Linked DNA regions of Mus musculus: regions 1 and 3 are each linked to region 2. The links are chromatin contacts, called in public HiChIP or PLAC-seq and promoter capture Hi-C maps. All regions are on one chromosome and are shown on one strand. Each heading gives the region's core, a stretch centred on a gene start, on an enhancer-like site or on the middle of the called end of the contact. The rest is flanking DNA. Distances are from core to core; before and after follow the strand shown.

The links. Promoter capture Hi-C pulls out the DNA fragments that hold promoters and counts their contacts. HiChIP or PLAC-seq counts read pairs in DNA pulled down with a chosen protein or histone mark.
Region 1: a contact with region 2 is called in a FOXA1 HiChIP or PLAC-seq map of pancreatic cancer cells. The contact joins the promoter of Cutc here to the promoter of Marveld1 in region 2. A contact is called at or near these places in 2 of 39 promoter capture datasets (liver and stem cell-derived epiblast-like cells) and 1 of 115 datasets of contacts at active chromatin or transcription factors (pancreatic cancer cells).
Region 3: a contact with region 2 is called in a promoter capture Hi-C map of liver, with 2.8 times the contacts expected there. The contact joins the promoter of Blnk here to the promoter of Marveld1 in region 2. A contact is called at or near these places in 1 of 39 promoter capture datasets (liver) and 1 of 484 Hi-C or Micro-C datasets (muscle stem cells).

Annotation. Positions count from the first base shown.
Region 1 is chr19:43,751,644-43,754,343 of GRCm38.p6, reverse strand. Cutc (cutC copper transporter) reads right to left here and starts at 1,321. Exons shown (of 9, transcript NM_001113562.1): 1 at 1,124-1,321. The coding sequence starts at 1,181. Cox15 (cytochrome c oxidase assembly protein 15) reads left to right here and starts at 1,344. Exons shown (of 9, transcript NM_144874.4): 1 at 1,344-1,522. The coding sequence starts at 1,433.
Region 2 is chr19:42,145,957-42,148,656 of GRCm38.p6, reverse strand. Marveld1 (MARVEL (membrane-associating) domain containing 1) reads right to left here and starts at 1,268. Exons shown (of 2, transcript NM_183195.2): 1 at 1-1,268. The coding sequence starts at 1,008. The coding sequence ends at 487.
Region 3 is chr19:40,992,934-40,995,633 of GRCm38.p6, reverse strand. It overlaps Blnk (B cell linker), which reads left to right and starts at 1,413. Exons shown (of 17, transcript NM_008528.5): 1 at 1,413-1,622. The coding sequence starts at 1,576.

The sequences.
Region 1 (2,700 bases), core at 72-2,571, 1.6 Mb before region 2:
GGAAGGAGAGAATTAACTCGACAAAGCTGTCCTCAGACCTCCACACACTTACTATGGCACATGTACCCACCCCCACACAATAATTACCAACACACTTTTAAAGTGTTTAATTCATGCTTCATGTATTGATCTCTGCGAGAACAGTCACCACATTCTAATAGTGGTTACTCCTGGGCAATGAATTTGGAATTATTTTTACCTTTCTATATTGCTTGACTTCTTCTACCTGATATTGCTTTTATGATGAAAGATTACTTGGAGAAACAAACAAAAATCTGTCACCTCCTAATAAGTTGCAATAGTCATTGATTTAATAAAAGACTATCAGTCCCATAGATTAGGATTCAAACATTAACCAATGGTCGTAAACAACAATACAGTAACTCCACAAATCTGGTAACAGCCCCACCAGTGGGGCTGAAGATGCTGAAGGAGTATCAGGAGCTCCATACAAAAGTATGGGAATGTCTACAAACTGTTGCAACAGGAGCCTGAGCAAAAAGCAAAAAGTAGGGATCAAAAAAGACATTTGAAGCAGTAGTGCTCAAAGTTAGAGACTCCAGATGGCTTTGGGGAGTCTGTGTCTGTATTTGCCTCTTGGGAGCGGACTGCAGCTTTAGAACACTTAAACACGCTGAGACAGGTATGAGAATCCAACTACCTTCCATCAAGTGAGATATTAAAAGAGATTTGCAAAATACAGAGCATTGCCCCTTTTGCTGTTTTGTTTAGGGATATTTATCCTTCATAAAAGTTATTTGTCTTGACATATTAATAGGCATATCTCCCGCAGGAAGCAACCAGTCATCTGTTACGCAATGGCTGTGGGAACGGATCCCACTCGCCACCCTCGGTGGCAGCTCTAGGTTGTAGAGCTGTCACCACACTTTTATTATCTACCACAGAGACAGGGAGGTGGTATGGTGCCCTCTTGTGGCCCTAGGGGCGGCGGGACGCTGAGGGCACTTGCGAGACTGGCGGGGATCCAGGAGCAGCTGAGGGACTGCGTGACTGCCCGGGACTCCGGAGCACTGAGAAACTCGACCGCGGGAAAGCCTGGCAAGCCGGGACCCACCCCGGGGTCCACCGGCCGACCGCCCCCCTGCCCCGCCACCTTCCGCACCCGCCTTCCCCGACGATATCCACGCCTGTTTCCGCTCGCAAGAAGCCCCTTTCTTCATGCTTCCCGCGTTCCTCCCTCGCTCGCCTTCGGTTTCCACTGAGTCCCCGCGGCCGCGCGAGCGACGGAGGAGGCGCGTCCCCGACGCCCGTGCCCGGCAGCCTCCCAGGGAGTCGTGCGTGCACGCGCAGTGGCCAACCTAGCGCGAGGGGGCGCGCACGACGCCTGACCCGGAAGTGCTTGTTCTTTCGGGAGCGGAGAAGCGGACCGCAGCTCGCTGGGGCGCTCCGGCAGTGGCGCTGTACTGTCAGCATGCAACGGTTGCTCCTTCCGTCCCTGAGGGCCTTGACGGGGAGCCGCAATGTCGGGCTCCTGGTCCCTAGGGTGGCGTCCAGAACACAGGTACCCACTCCTGCTGGCTCGGATCACGGAAGCCGGGCTGGGATAAAAAAGGCCAGGATAAAGTAAACGGACCGCCCTGCAAGTCCGGCTCGCCTTCTCATTTCAGGACATATTTCCTTGTGTCCCGACACCTCCCTGAATGCGGATCCGGAAATATTACCCACTGCTGTGTATGACTGACCAATTTACTTAGCTTTTAAGTTTCAATTTCCTTTTCTGTAGAATGGGAGAACGACCTGTTACACAAGGTGTTTGTAAGGATTAAAATTTTAAATATACATCAAACCCTTAGCACGTGATAAAGGCTCAGTAATTTTTCTTTTCTTTTTATTTTATTTATTTATGCATTTATTTGCACATTTGGTTTTTGCTAAAAGCCACCAGGCAGTCAGGAACTCCTATGTAGCCCCATTCCACAGTGAAGGAAATTGAGACTTACTTTAAGTTGCTTGTCTAAGATACCCAGTTACTTAGAAGTAGGAAACTGAACATACTTTTTTTTTTTTTTTTTTTTTTTTGGTTTTTCGAGACAGGGTTTCTCTGTGTAGCCCTGGCTGTCCTGGAACTCACTTTGTAGACCAGGCTGGCCTTGAACTTAGAAATCCACCTGCCTCTGCCTCCCGAGTGCTGGGACTAAAGGTGTGCGCTACTACCGCCCGGCCAACATATTTTTGCTCTTAGTGTTAGACTCAAAAGAAGACATGTATTCTCTTCTCTGATAATCAGTAGTAAAAGGTGAAAGATCTTTATGGTGTGAAGAGAAACCAGAGAATTCTAGAGTTTGTTATGTTCCTGGAAAAAAAAATATGCCCACATAGTGCCTGCCCTTGAGGAGTCAGTTCATTCAATTGTTAGTTCGAGTACCAAATATGTATTAGGTCTTGCTGTGTAAGGACCCAGTACTACAAAGGGAGCAAGAGGAAGAGCTCCCAGCTTAGTGGGGCATAGGGACAGATCACCTGATACATGACTGTGTGTTAAGGCTTGTGGTAGGGAAGGTACTTTGTGCTGTGACAGTAACCTGTTGTAAGATCCAGGAAAGTCTGGGGCATAACGATGCCAGCCCCGATCTCCAGTGGGTAGTATAAATGGAAGTGTGTGGGAGGGAATAGCACATTTAGAGACTGAGAACCCAGTAAGAAAGGGCTCAGTAGTGCAGATGAGAGTCGGTGATTAAC
Region 2 (2,700 bases), core at 19-2,518:
AGCACTAGCTAAAGCCTGTCCCCAGCTCCTCTTGCAGCTGCCTGACTGCATTCTACACCTCCCTAGGCTGGAAGAGGGGGCAGGGAAGGGATGCTCTTCCGACTGCAGGGCAGGAGGGAGGGGGCAATGGCGCAGTCCAAAGACTGGTTCCAATTTGGGAGCCTCCCCCGGATCTACGCGGCGGCGCCTGTCCACGTCTAGCTCTCGACAGGGAATGAGGAAAGGGACTTCCAGGCTTCGCCTGAAGCGGCCCAACTGGGTGTGTGCGTCGGCGCCTCGGATGGCTGCGTGGGTCCCTGGAAGCTGATATCTGGGCTGAGCTGCGGTACAGCAGTCAGACTAGAACTGAACGTCGGGGATCCAGGGCGCGGGCAGTGGAAACGCAGGCAGGGAGAGGGTGCAGGGGCACACCGGCACTAGGCGGCGGCAGGAAGGGTTCGGGAGGGATTCCCTAAACCGATCTGGGCCGCGGTGGAGCGGGTGGCCTCACACCACCTCCTCCTTGCCCTGGTAGCGACGGCAGCAGCCGTAGAGTGCCGAGAGTAGGTAGAGGCCGAGGCAGAGGCCGCCGCAGACAGAGGCCGCCAGGAAGGCATGGTAGGCGCAGGGCAGCCGGTAGTTCTTGAGGTTGCAGTAGCTGTGGCGCTGCGTCTGGTCGATCATGATGCCCGTCGCCGCCCCGTAGAGAGCAGCCGCCAGCAGGTCGTGCGCCACGTTGACCACGAGCCAGCGCGAGCCCAGCACGGGCACCAGCTCCTGCTTGCCCAACAGCGTGATGAAGTAGAGCCCCAGGGTGAGCAGCCAGAAGAGCACGGACACGAAGAGCGCGAAGTGCACCGGGCCCTGGTACTTGCTGGTGGCAATGGTGATCCAGAAGGCGGCTCCGGCCAGCAGCTGCAGCAGCCGCAGCACGCCCAGCGGGCCGCGCAGGAAAGCCCGCTGCAGGCGCAGGGAGCCGCGGGCCGTGCGCGCCTGGGGCGGCGGCTGGCGCGGGGGCGGCGGGAGCATGGCCCCCGGACGCGGCGGCGGCGGCGGCGGCGCCCCGAGCAGCGGAATGGCGGCGCCTTGCTCGCGGGGGCGGCCCGAGCCCGGGCCCGCTGCTCCCGCTGCTCCCGCTGCTCCCGCTGCTCCCGCTGCTCCCGCTGCTCCCGCTGCTCCCGCTGCTCCGAGGCCTGCCCTCCTCCCTCTACTTCAAGTCCTCAGCGCTGCTTCTCATCGGCACCCTTCCTCCCTTCTCTCCTTTTTCTCCCTCTCTCCAGCCCTCCTACTCGCTCTTTGGCCGTCCCCTTCGTTGGTCTCCACCCCTCCTCGCGCCTCCCAGCTTCCTGCCGTCGCGCCCTCCACCCTGGCTACCCCCCCTTTCTCCTCCGCTCCCATTCCTTCCTTCTGCAGCCAGGGCTGAATGCCCGCACCCCCCTGGCCCATGACAGGCCTTTTGCCCAGGCTGCTGGGCCAAGTTTGCCACATCTGGAGCCACCCCAGCCCTTCCTGCCTCGCAGGCCTGGCCGATCTTAGGTCTTCGAGAAGAAAGCTACAACAGCCTCTGCCCAGCCTGTGGCTGGACCCTCTTGATTCTCTCCAGTCACAGGAGACTGGAGACATAATTCTCTCCCATCGAGGCGTCCCATCAAGCCTGAGTAAGCAGGAGGTCTGAACTGACAGTTGTTCTCACTGGGACATCCTCAGTACCCTTCACTTGCCCACCACAAACTCGCCTGTCCAAAGCTGGTCTCAGACTGTCTTGCCATGAAGGTCTCTTGGTCAGTGTAAGAAAACTATCACTCACTGGAGGCCCAGCTGCCTTACCCACAGCGCACAGAGCATAGCAACGCCAAACACTTCGACCATTCCTTCCTGGCCATCTTTGCGTCTTGCTTAGATTAAAAACATGTCACCTAACATGGTCAGGACAGGCCTAGGTCTCAGAGATGGCATGTCCCGTATGCTTAACTATTGACCTAGATGGCAAGGATCCCAACGATGCCAAGGTTCATTGACATTACAGGGCCCTCTCTATGTAAGCTTCCCGCGACCCAAGACAGGAGAGCAATAGTTGTTTTCATTTTTCCTGAAGACTGAAGGGTTTCAGACCAGGAAGCCAGAGATGGCTTCTCTGCTCTCCACCCCACCAAAGAGCCAACCTTTGTGCTTCAGCAATGTTACACAACTGACCTGGCTGTTCCCAACCCAGTATGGAGCTGTGTCCTGTCAATGTGGCACATTACATAATCTGTCCCCAACCAACTTCCAGTTTCTTGGGTTTTTTCCACTTCCTTCCCCAACTCATGTCCAAACTCTGTCACTTATGAACTGCAAGTTTCCCACATGAACTCAGAATGCTCTTTATTTTCCAGACACTCCCTCACCAGCAGACATACCCAGTTTAAGCACTTACTGGTTTAAGGTTGAGCTCCCCACATTGACAATTATTTGTTTGTCTGGGCCTCCATTTGAATCATCCCTAGTTCTGAGTCTACTACATCAAAAACTGGTCTATTCTGGCTTATCCATCTTTGCCTGAGCCTGGCATGTAGGAGCCCCTCAGTACATACAAATGGAGTTGCTTGCCAATTGGCTGCAGGAATAGTACTGGACCTAAGTGTGGTGATTTGAATAGATACATCCCACATAAACTCACTGCTTAGCCCATAAGGATTGGCACCGTTAAGAGGTGTAGCCTTGTTGGAATCAGTGTGGCCT
Region 3 (2,700 bases), core at 164-2,663, 1.2 Mb after region 2:
CTCCTGACCCTTGATGACATCATATATGGTTTTTATGTTCCTTTCTGCTAAGAGCTGTGGGAAGGGCGGGGCAGGGAACTAGATCTCCTTCAGGATACATTGCAAGAAAACCGTGCAGGCAGATTAGAGAAAGGCAACAGTTACGGGAAGCAAGTGTCTGCATTTCTCTCCTGATGCCCTACTCTTCTGCAAAGGGACCTCACCCTTCAACCACTCTGAGGCATCAGCTCTCGGACATCCTGAAGAATGGCAAATTCAGATATAGTGCATGAACGTGAACAGTCAAGGAACCAGGAGGACCGAAGAGCTCCTCTTTGAACAAAGAACCTGGGGGTGGGGGTGGGCAGGGGCGGGAAGAAATCCGGGTTTGCTCTCTGTCTCTTCTCCTCCCTTCTCTGGCCTGGTCCTCCTTCCCACTCTCTCCTCAGCCAGGCCCTTGAAGCTATAACAGGAGAGATAACTGAAATCCCTCCACTCTGTCTCCCTCCAACCCCCCGTGCATTCTTTAGACCCAGGTCGATGGTCCTTTGATAATGTTCAGAACGTAATCTCCTTTCACAAAGGTGACTAGGATGTGCCAGGTGAGTGGGGGTGGGGGTGTTCAGGTCCAAGGGGAAGAAAGAACACGCCCTCTCATTTTTTTGTTTTTTGTGTTTTGTTGTCTCGAGGAGTATAGCAGAACTGTCTAGATGGGGTCAGAGGCAGGTGTGGGATTTCACTGTGCTTGGGATACCCCTACACCTGACATGTCGCACTGGGTGTGATGAGAGGGGAAGACATGGAGGGGAGTTAGGAGGCATCCGCCTGATGTCATGTGTTGGGAAATCACTAGGCTTGTCCTCAGCTGACTTTTGAGTGTATCCTGTCTTTATTTGAAAATGGCAAGCTTTCAGCAAGGCAACTCCTGACTCCACACAGCATACGATAGGGTCGCCTTTCCCCACCCCTAAGTGACCTTGACCTTGCACAAAGAATTACCTATCACATTTTAAATGACCACTGCTGTGACCTCGGTGACAAGAACTGTCCATTTCATGTCTTAGTTCTTAAGAAGAAGAGGCTAACCCATGGCTTAATGCAAATGAGCAGAAAGCCCCCAAAGAGCCATCCAGATATAATTGATTATTCAGCTTTTCCTTGTACCTAAGAAGTGGCAGGGTGACTCTGGCCATCTGCTAAAAACAGGGACTACCTAAGGTTTGGGACAAACAGGAAGTAGTGCTCAGTCAGAAACTTATCCAACCTGGCAACACACCTGATCATAAAAGAGCTACTGGAAGGGATTTGCATGCCCAATAAGGTTTCACTACCGAAGTTTACACAACGCACAGTAATCAGCCAGGCTGGCTGACTCCCTGGATCACATGACCTCGTAGAAACATGAAACTTGGCGATGCGCTCCAGCGAGTTTTACTTCCCCTGTGCAGGGGTGTTTGCCAGCAGCCTGTGGGTTGCTCGCAGAAGTCAGTTCCAGTGGCTTGAGTTCTTGAGGCCAGAGCCTTACCATGCTGCTCCCCAGGAAGTCCAGGAGCTGCTGACACCCCCCTGGACAGCGACACATCCTCTCTCAAGAAAATGGACAAGCTGAATAAGATAACTGTCCCTGCCAGCCAGAAGCTGAGGTAAGAGATTCCCTTCGGAGCCTTATTCCTCTTCTTTGCCCTCTAGGGCTCCTCCAGCGCTCAGAGGCACCAAAACCTTGGGATACTTGACCAGTGCCAATCGGTTAGCAATGGCTATAGGGAAGTAGATCAGCTTTTTAAAGAAACGTGTAGGAGGAGTGAAGGAACCTGCTTTGGCTGGTTTTTGCCAGGGATGGGACAAAGAGTGAAGCTCTGGGAAGGCAAGAAGATAGAAAATTTGATGGCCCACATGCTAGCAACAGCCAGCTTTCTGAGTCTGAGGAGGGGCTCATCCATGGTGTGAAGAGCGTTTGTAGTCACTGTCGCTTACTGACTCTTGTTTGTTTTGTGGGTGTTCACCCTAAGTTTATTGGGGGAACTACGCGTCTCTCCAGTACCCTCATGACTATCTATTTTAGAATGTCAGATGGCTCACTGGATAAAGTGCTGAATGTGCAGGTCTGATGATCTAAGTTCCATGCCCACAACCCAGATAAAAAACGGAAAGAGAAGCAACTCCACAAAGCTGTCCTTGGACTCCACAGTCACTGCCAGCCTGGCACATGCATGCCCTGACACATCATGCCCACACACATTTCACACACACATACACACACACATACTGATAATAACAATAACCATTTTAAAAAACAGCTTTGGCAATTTAAAGAAATATATACTAAGAAAGAATAAGCCAGCAGTGGCCTAAGGCATACATACGTCAAGAGACCATGCAAAGATGACTTCCCAGTTTTTGAGTTTGAAGAGCATTGTCTTCTGAAGTGGGGCTGATGACTCTCAGAGGCTGGAACTTTCAAACGTTTAAGGGTGTGTTATATTCCATGTGCAGGCTAGAACTTTGGACTTTCATGAGGTCATACTTAAGGGATGGAGCACTGGAGAGTCTGAGACAAATGACAAGAAAAGACATGGAGTTGATAGAAGGACAGTCTTTCACGGTGGCACATGGGTCTTCTCACTCTGAGGGGTTTGGTAAGAGGCAGACTGAGAGGTACTAAGGGGTCCAGACCAGCGGGCAGCATCAGCTGGTCAGCCATTTTATAGAGGATACCCAGGA